Regions from separate parts of the Danio rerio genome. Here region 2 is linked to region 1. The links are chromatin contacts, called in public HiCAR-type maps. All regions are on one chromosome and are shown on one strand. The core of a region is the stretch at or near the end of the contact, and the rest is flanking DNA. Distances in the headings are between cores, read along the strand shown. Region 1 overlaps hs6st1b (heparan sulfate 6-O-sulfotransferase 1b). Region 2 holds the start of hs6st1b (heparan sulfate 6-O-sulfotransferase 1b).

What was found. HiCAR-type assays count read pairs that join an accessible place to other places.
Region 2: a contact with region 1 is called in a HiCAR-type map of caudal fin, with 5 times the contacts expected there. The contact joins the promoter of hs6st1b here to the enhancer-like site in region 1. A contact is called at or near these places in 4 of 18 Hi-C or Micro-C datasets (caudal fin and embryo) and 2 of 4 datasets of contacts at active chromatin or transcription factors (caudal fin and embryo).

The regions. Positions count from the first base shown.
Region 1 is chr24:31,910,871-31,914,185 of GRCz12tu, reverse strand. The region is part of intron 1 of hs6st1b (heparan sulfate 6-O-sulfotransferase 1b); the gene reads left to right. Among named protein-coding and RNA genes, the nearest start is that of hs6st1b, 95 kb to the left of the region's middle. Within about 2 kb of position 1,480, at least 6 of the 62 cell types and tissues checked have an H3K27ac peak or open chromatin away from gene starts, as enhancers often do.
Region 2 is chr24:32,005,906-32,009,220 of GRCz12tu, reverse strand. It overlaps hs6st1b (heparan sulfate 6-O-sulfotransferase 1b), which reads left to right and starts at 1,554. Exons shown (of 2, transcript NM_001080203.1): 1 at 1,554-2,074. The coding sequence starts at 1,554.

The sequences.
Region 1 (3,315 bases), core at 231-2,730:
AAAAAGCAAAGGAGAAGCCGGAAAAACAATGAAGCAAATGATTGTTTTAGCAACCTAAAACATAAACAAACTGCCACTATTATCATCACCTTTTGTACTATTATGAACTCAGAATGATGAAATAACATACTAACAAGAGGTTACATGTGCTGGTAAAGATTAAAGATACAGATGAGAGGTTTGCACTGATTGTAGGCTATATGTTGCGTGTTGTTTTTGAACCCAAATAAGGACTAAATATATGCTGTGTGTAGTTTTTCTGTTATTGGTTACATATCGGAGATTGTAAGGCTCTGTATGTGTTCATATATATTGCATTTATTTATTTATTTATTTTAAATAATCGCAGATGTTACAGTAGGCTATCATTGATCAGCAGTTATAATCAAATCATGTTCATAGAAAGGTTAGTAATGAACATATATATATACACAAGTATGTATGCATATAAAGCATATGTTTTGTGAGAATTAGCATTGGCACCCTTTTGGCAATAGGAACGCAAGCCTAATAAATGTGGCCCATACCGTGCTGTACCACTCAGTGGAAGCGGGCCTTTAGAAATGTGCTTCTAAGATGCCATTTCAAGTTTCATTGTTTTAAAGCATGAAAGACAGCCATCAAATCAAGGCCTAGTCTGTATTTTTACACAGCCTCATGATTAATCATGTTATTCAATCAGGCTATTCTGGGGTTATTTTGTTTTAAAAAAAAGATATTGTTTTACACATTTGTACTCTTGCTGACATTGAGGTTTTGTAGAACAAGAGGATTCAACAAATTCTTAAAACAACAGGCGCTAGATTCCAAAGCTTCCTGTTGACTTTGCCAAAGCAGCCTTGCACACACATTCTGAAATCTCTCCTCCCGAGCTGGCCTCAACTGGGCTTTAATTCAATTATGAAACACTTTTATAAAAGAGACGTGTGTTCAATAGCTTAATTTATGAGTCTGCACACTGCAACAGTCCAAAGTGGTGATATGACCCTCAGTTACTTTGTGAGGTGCCCCAAGTCTCAGTATTGGGTCCGTTCTCATTAATAATGTGGCTATTTCAGTGGGTGTTATTAGTATTGACCGGCCTTGCACAGAGCAGGCAGCCAGTTATTGGCTGGGATTTGGAACTGCCGTGTGTGCTGATGGGGCCCAGAGTTTAATCGCTGTGGAAACATGAGAGTTATTAAAACGGGAAGCCTTGGCACTGCAGAGGGATCTCGGGTGTCTCTCAGGCTCACTAATGATTATAAGCCTGCAGCTTTCTCACCCAGTAGTGAGAAAGGAACAATGAATGAACAAAAAGAGATTTGAAGATCCTGAAGTATCAATTTATTCTATTAGTGTATATGAGGAAGGGTAGAAAAACTTAACAAAAGTCAAAAAGTCACACTCTGATCTGATCAAAGTGCCTTCTTACTATTACAGGGAAGGTTTTGAAGTGCACACCACCATATCTGGTTTATAATGGGCTGATTAGTAAATGCACACTGCCACCATGTGGTCAGTAAGGCCACAGCATGTTCAGGGTGAGGGCATTTGAGAACAGTGTTGGCAGGATTTCTGTCTTTTGGCCAGAGGCAGCACCCGGTGATACCTTGGGAAGTGCCATATGGGTCGCCAGGAATGAATTTCTCAGATTTTGTATGTGATTTCAGGTTATTTTCAATATAATCAGCTCTTAGGCACTTTGGAGGAAATCTGTCTCTTTGGCACATTTAGTCACATGGGTGTTAGGAGGTAATGTAGGGTGAAGTGCAGCTGGAGCTTGTTGAATTGGTAACCGAGAGCTAAATCATACTGTCATCAGTTTGGTTGAGATTAATCTGTTGAAAACCACCTGCTGCTAGCTTGTTGGCAGCGCTTGGTCTTCCTCCCACTCCACAAATCCTGTGCTTGGTTCAAATGAAACTTGATTTTCCCTGTGGACTTGTGTCCCTGATGCATTCTTGAAGTGTTCTGGTAAAGATGCTTTTGTGTGTTTTTCATGATATGTCCCTATAGTGTGTGAGCATTGTGAAGTCTTCTCTTGAGGTGGTTTCATCACCATCTGTCTGCATTCACTTCAGAATAGCCTGTCTCGAAACAATTTTGAGCCATACCTGTTTTTTTGTTTTCTCAATTAGTTCAACTCTTTCACAACTGTTTTAGATCTATGGCATAAGACCAGTCATACCATGTCTTGCTAGCATATGTTATAAGATTTACATATTTAAATACTACTAGTGTTCCAAATATTTTGTGCATTTCTAATAAGTCCTCGTTCTTCATACATTAAGTTCCCTTGATCAAATCCAGACCAGGAATGTCCCTAGTTCCTTTTTTTCCATTTTGCATCCAGAATCATGTTTCAAGTTCCATCAATCAAAGGAAACTCTAAACATACAGGATGTGAAGTGGTGGGAAAGGATTAAGACATTGGTGCCCCATGGCAAGACTCTTGAGAAAAGGCATTTAATGAGTCATGGTTTACACCTGCTACAGCCCGTCTTTCAAAATGGTATTAATTGTAGGATACGCCAGTTGTACACCACTACACTGATTGCATTGTGTTGCTTATGGGTTCAATTTCCTAGGGATTCAACCTTTGTGGGTTGTTTCACAAGGGTACTTTCACACTAGCACTTTTGGTCAGCACCCGGGTTCGTCTGATGTCAAAGTACGGTACTTTTATTTAGAGCAGAGGAGTCCAAACTCGATCCTGGAGGGCCGGTGTCCTGGACAGTTTAGCTCCAATCCTAATTAAACGCACCTGAACCAGCTAATCAAGCTCTTACTAGGTATAATTGAAACTTCCTGGCAGGTGTGTTAAAGCAAGTTGGAGCTAAACTCAGCAGGACACCGACCCTTGTGGACCGAGTTTGGACACCTCTGATCTAGTGTGAAACAGTGTCTTCTGAACTCAAATGTGCACCTGTGAACCGTACCCGAGTCCACCTAAAATCGGTGGTATGGTTCTTGCGAACTCTAGTATGGTTCACTTCTGATGTGAATGCAATCATAAAAATTAACGGAAGTGAACCGCTAACTGTACAAAAATGTTTAGTTTTTATTACATTCATTCATGTGTGTGTGTGTGTCTGTGTATCACCTACCTTGGTGACAAGCGGGACTGATCCAGTGCAAACAGTGATAATGTCTGCTTGTCTCCACCAAAAATGACTTCTGCAGACATTGCGTGATGTTCTGAACGTTTTTAATATTTTTTTGTGGCAGATAGATGCAAGTGGCTCTCTGTATTTTGGTTTTGAAAACAAAACCACAAGTTTCAGTGAAAGCAGAATGACCATGATATGCGTAGGTCTCCATTTTGGTGCTTTA
Region 2 (3,315 bases), core at 305-2,804, 95 kb before region 1:
TAGTTCTCAGTGCGCTGGCATGAAGCCAAATAAATATTTTTGTTAACTTGCGAGTTCATTCATTCATTCATTTTCTTGTCGGGTTAGTCTCTACATTAATCTGGAGACGCTACAGCGGAATGAACTGCCAACTTATCCAGCAAATGTTTTTTACGCAGCGGATGTCCTTCCAGCTGCAACCCTTCACAGGAAAACATCTATACACACTCATTCACACACACACACACACTTGTACACGACGGACAATTTTTATCATACACAATTCACCTATCCCACGTCTTTGGTCTTGTGGGGGAAACCGGAGCACATAAAGGAAACCCATGCAAACTCCACACAGAAACGCCAACTGACCCAGCCGAGGCTCAAACCAGCGATCTTGCTGTGAGGTGAATGTGCTACCCACTGCGCCACCGCATCGCCTTGTAAGTTCACTATAAAACAAGTAATTATTTATTAGAACCTGGCTTGTGAAAAAAATAATAATAAGAAGAAGCTTGGTGGAAATGCATTATTTTCATTATTTATTGCATTTATTTATCAATCAAATCTGGAAATTTTAAATGTATATTAATCATATGTATAAAGGAAAAGACTAAGCCATTTAATACATGTTTACATTTATTTTTACTTCACATGCATTAAAAACAGACAAGCTTTATGGCAAATAAAAGTCAATGGCGGAAATTAGAATGTAATATGTAAAATATATGTAAAATAAAAAAAATGTAAAATGACAGGTATTCAGACACCGAGAACGTTAGAAGACAAAATACACGAAGACTCTATTGAAAATAACTGACACAACGAAGAGACAAATACAGGGTGATACATACAACCAAACATGAACTATTGCAACAGGAACTAAAACTCAAGTAACAATGATGAACTAAAAATAGCATAAACGTGATATACGTGACATACGTGATGTATCTATAATATAACTGTTGAATTGATTCCTTATACATCTAATTGTACATTCATAGTTGCTAAAAGCAGAAAAACACCACACAATCCAAAAATATATTTTAGTTTCTTTAAGTCTTTTTATTCACTCGAAATTGTTGGTGCTTTTTATGTGGACCATGAGACAACTCAAATTTCTGGCATCAAAAATAAACTAAAACCACAACCAGGAAACAAACAAAAAAATCACCGCAGGCGTGCACTACAAACAACGTATTCACAGCCCCTTCTTCACAGTTACTAGTGTGAGCTTGATGTGTGTGCGGGGGAAAGTGGGTGTCGCTGTGTATAATAATTATACGAGACAAGGGAGGTATTTTCTGACGGGTGGCTTCACACAGAAGACTCGACAACTCGAGCTCGGAGAACTGCAGCGCCTTCACCCGCAATAAGCGTCCCGTGAACAGATTCCAACTGGATTTTTGACAGGGGGAGCAGTCGAAATGTGGATATAATGAGTCCAAACACACACTATCTCAAAAGCCTGAACTCTTAAGTGGACCTAAGATGATTTGTCAACGGAGAGACGAGAAGGGTGCAAGGCACCGCAGAAGCACCGCGGACTGTTGTTGTCTGAGAAATGATAACAAATGAACGACACGGAAAGGAACATGGTTGAAAGGACCAGTAAATTTCTATTGATCGTGGTCGGATCGGTCTTCTTCATGCTGATTTTGTACCAGTACGTGGCGCCCGGGGTGATAAACTTCGGCTCCCCGCACGGGTACCTTCTCGGCGAAGAGGATATGACCATTTTCCCCACTCCGGATCCGCACTATGTGAAAAAGTACTACTTCCCTATTAAAGATCTCGAGCGCAAGATTGATTTCGAAATCAAGGGGGAAGACGTGATTGTGTTTCTTCACATCCAAAAAACCGGTGGGACCACCTTCGGGAGGCATCTGGTCCAAAATGTTCGCTTGGAGCTTCCCTGCGATTGTAGACCGGGCCAGAAAAAGTGTACTTGCTACCGTCCGAACCGAAAGGAAACCTGGCTGTTCTCTCGGTTCTCCACCGGCTGGAGCTGCGGCTTACACGCGGACTGGACCGAGCTTACCAACTGCGTCCCGGGAGTTCTCAACAAAAGAGAGAGCAAGTCGAAAAAAATGAGGTGAGTTTGTTTATTTGTTTGACCCTGCGAGTTTGCCTGGAAATCTAGAGGGTTTCAAAACAACGCCGCGAGGAGTTAAGGCGAGTGTGTCAAACTCTCACACACTGGGTTTGTTGTTGCATATATTGATAACATTAGAATTTTAAACTATTGTGTGTAAAAAATCGCCTCAGTAGCCTACGTTAAATCTCCAGTCTGTCTGAATTGGTTCTAGCGGAGAAACCGGTTAAAGTTAAATCTTTCATTATTACTTTTAATTACAAATCAAGCTCACACAACCTTTGAAAAGAATTTGAATCATTAAGGAATTTGTGCTATTGTAGGATTTAGCTGTTTTCCCCCATATGATATGTTGTTTCTTATCTATCTATCTATCTATCTATCTATCTATCTATCTATCTATCTATCTATCTATCTATCTATCTATCTATCTATCTATCTATCTATCTATCTATCCATCCTGCTTCGGGTTGGATGGGGGTCCCTTTCAGTTTCATAGCAGTTATGCAAGAAAAGTCAACTAAATTATTCCACAAATTTACATTTTGAGAATATGATATATAAGTAATTTTTTAAGTTTAGAAAAACAACACATTTTCACTTTATCAGACAAACATTAAGTGTTTACAAGTTATTATTTTTCCACAATTTAATTAGTAAAAAAAATAAACATTTGTACATTGTAAAATGACTGGGTTCAGTCAGGTTGGCTAATATTTATATTTTTAAACTATATACTTTTAGGCATTTATTTTAAATAGTTTCATCAGTTAACTGGACGAAAACATGCAAGACTGGTCTGCCGACTGATCTGTCAGTTGTCCTTAATGTTGTGGTCAGACCCATGGGTGTAGAATTGGCATGGACGGAGGGGACATGTCCCCACCAATATCCACCTATTACTGAAATGTCCCTACCAATAATTGAATCGACTTCAAAATAATATAATAATGTTCCGTCACCCCTTAGTAACCTACACATGCAAAAAGTCAAGTTCACTCCGAGTTCACTGTAATACTATTAACCAAGGCTGTGAAATTAATCGAAATTCACATTTGATTTTGGCCTCCATGATCATGATAAGCTATAATCAAGATAAAACAGTTAAATTGCACTAAATTTCCCTAGATCCATACCTTCTCAAAGCCTGACTGCAGTACAATCTTGTATATTGACTTTTGCAGCATGTACCGTGGTTGTTATTTGTATTGTTGAGTGTTTATTTTATATTATTAAGTACT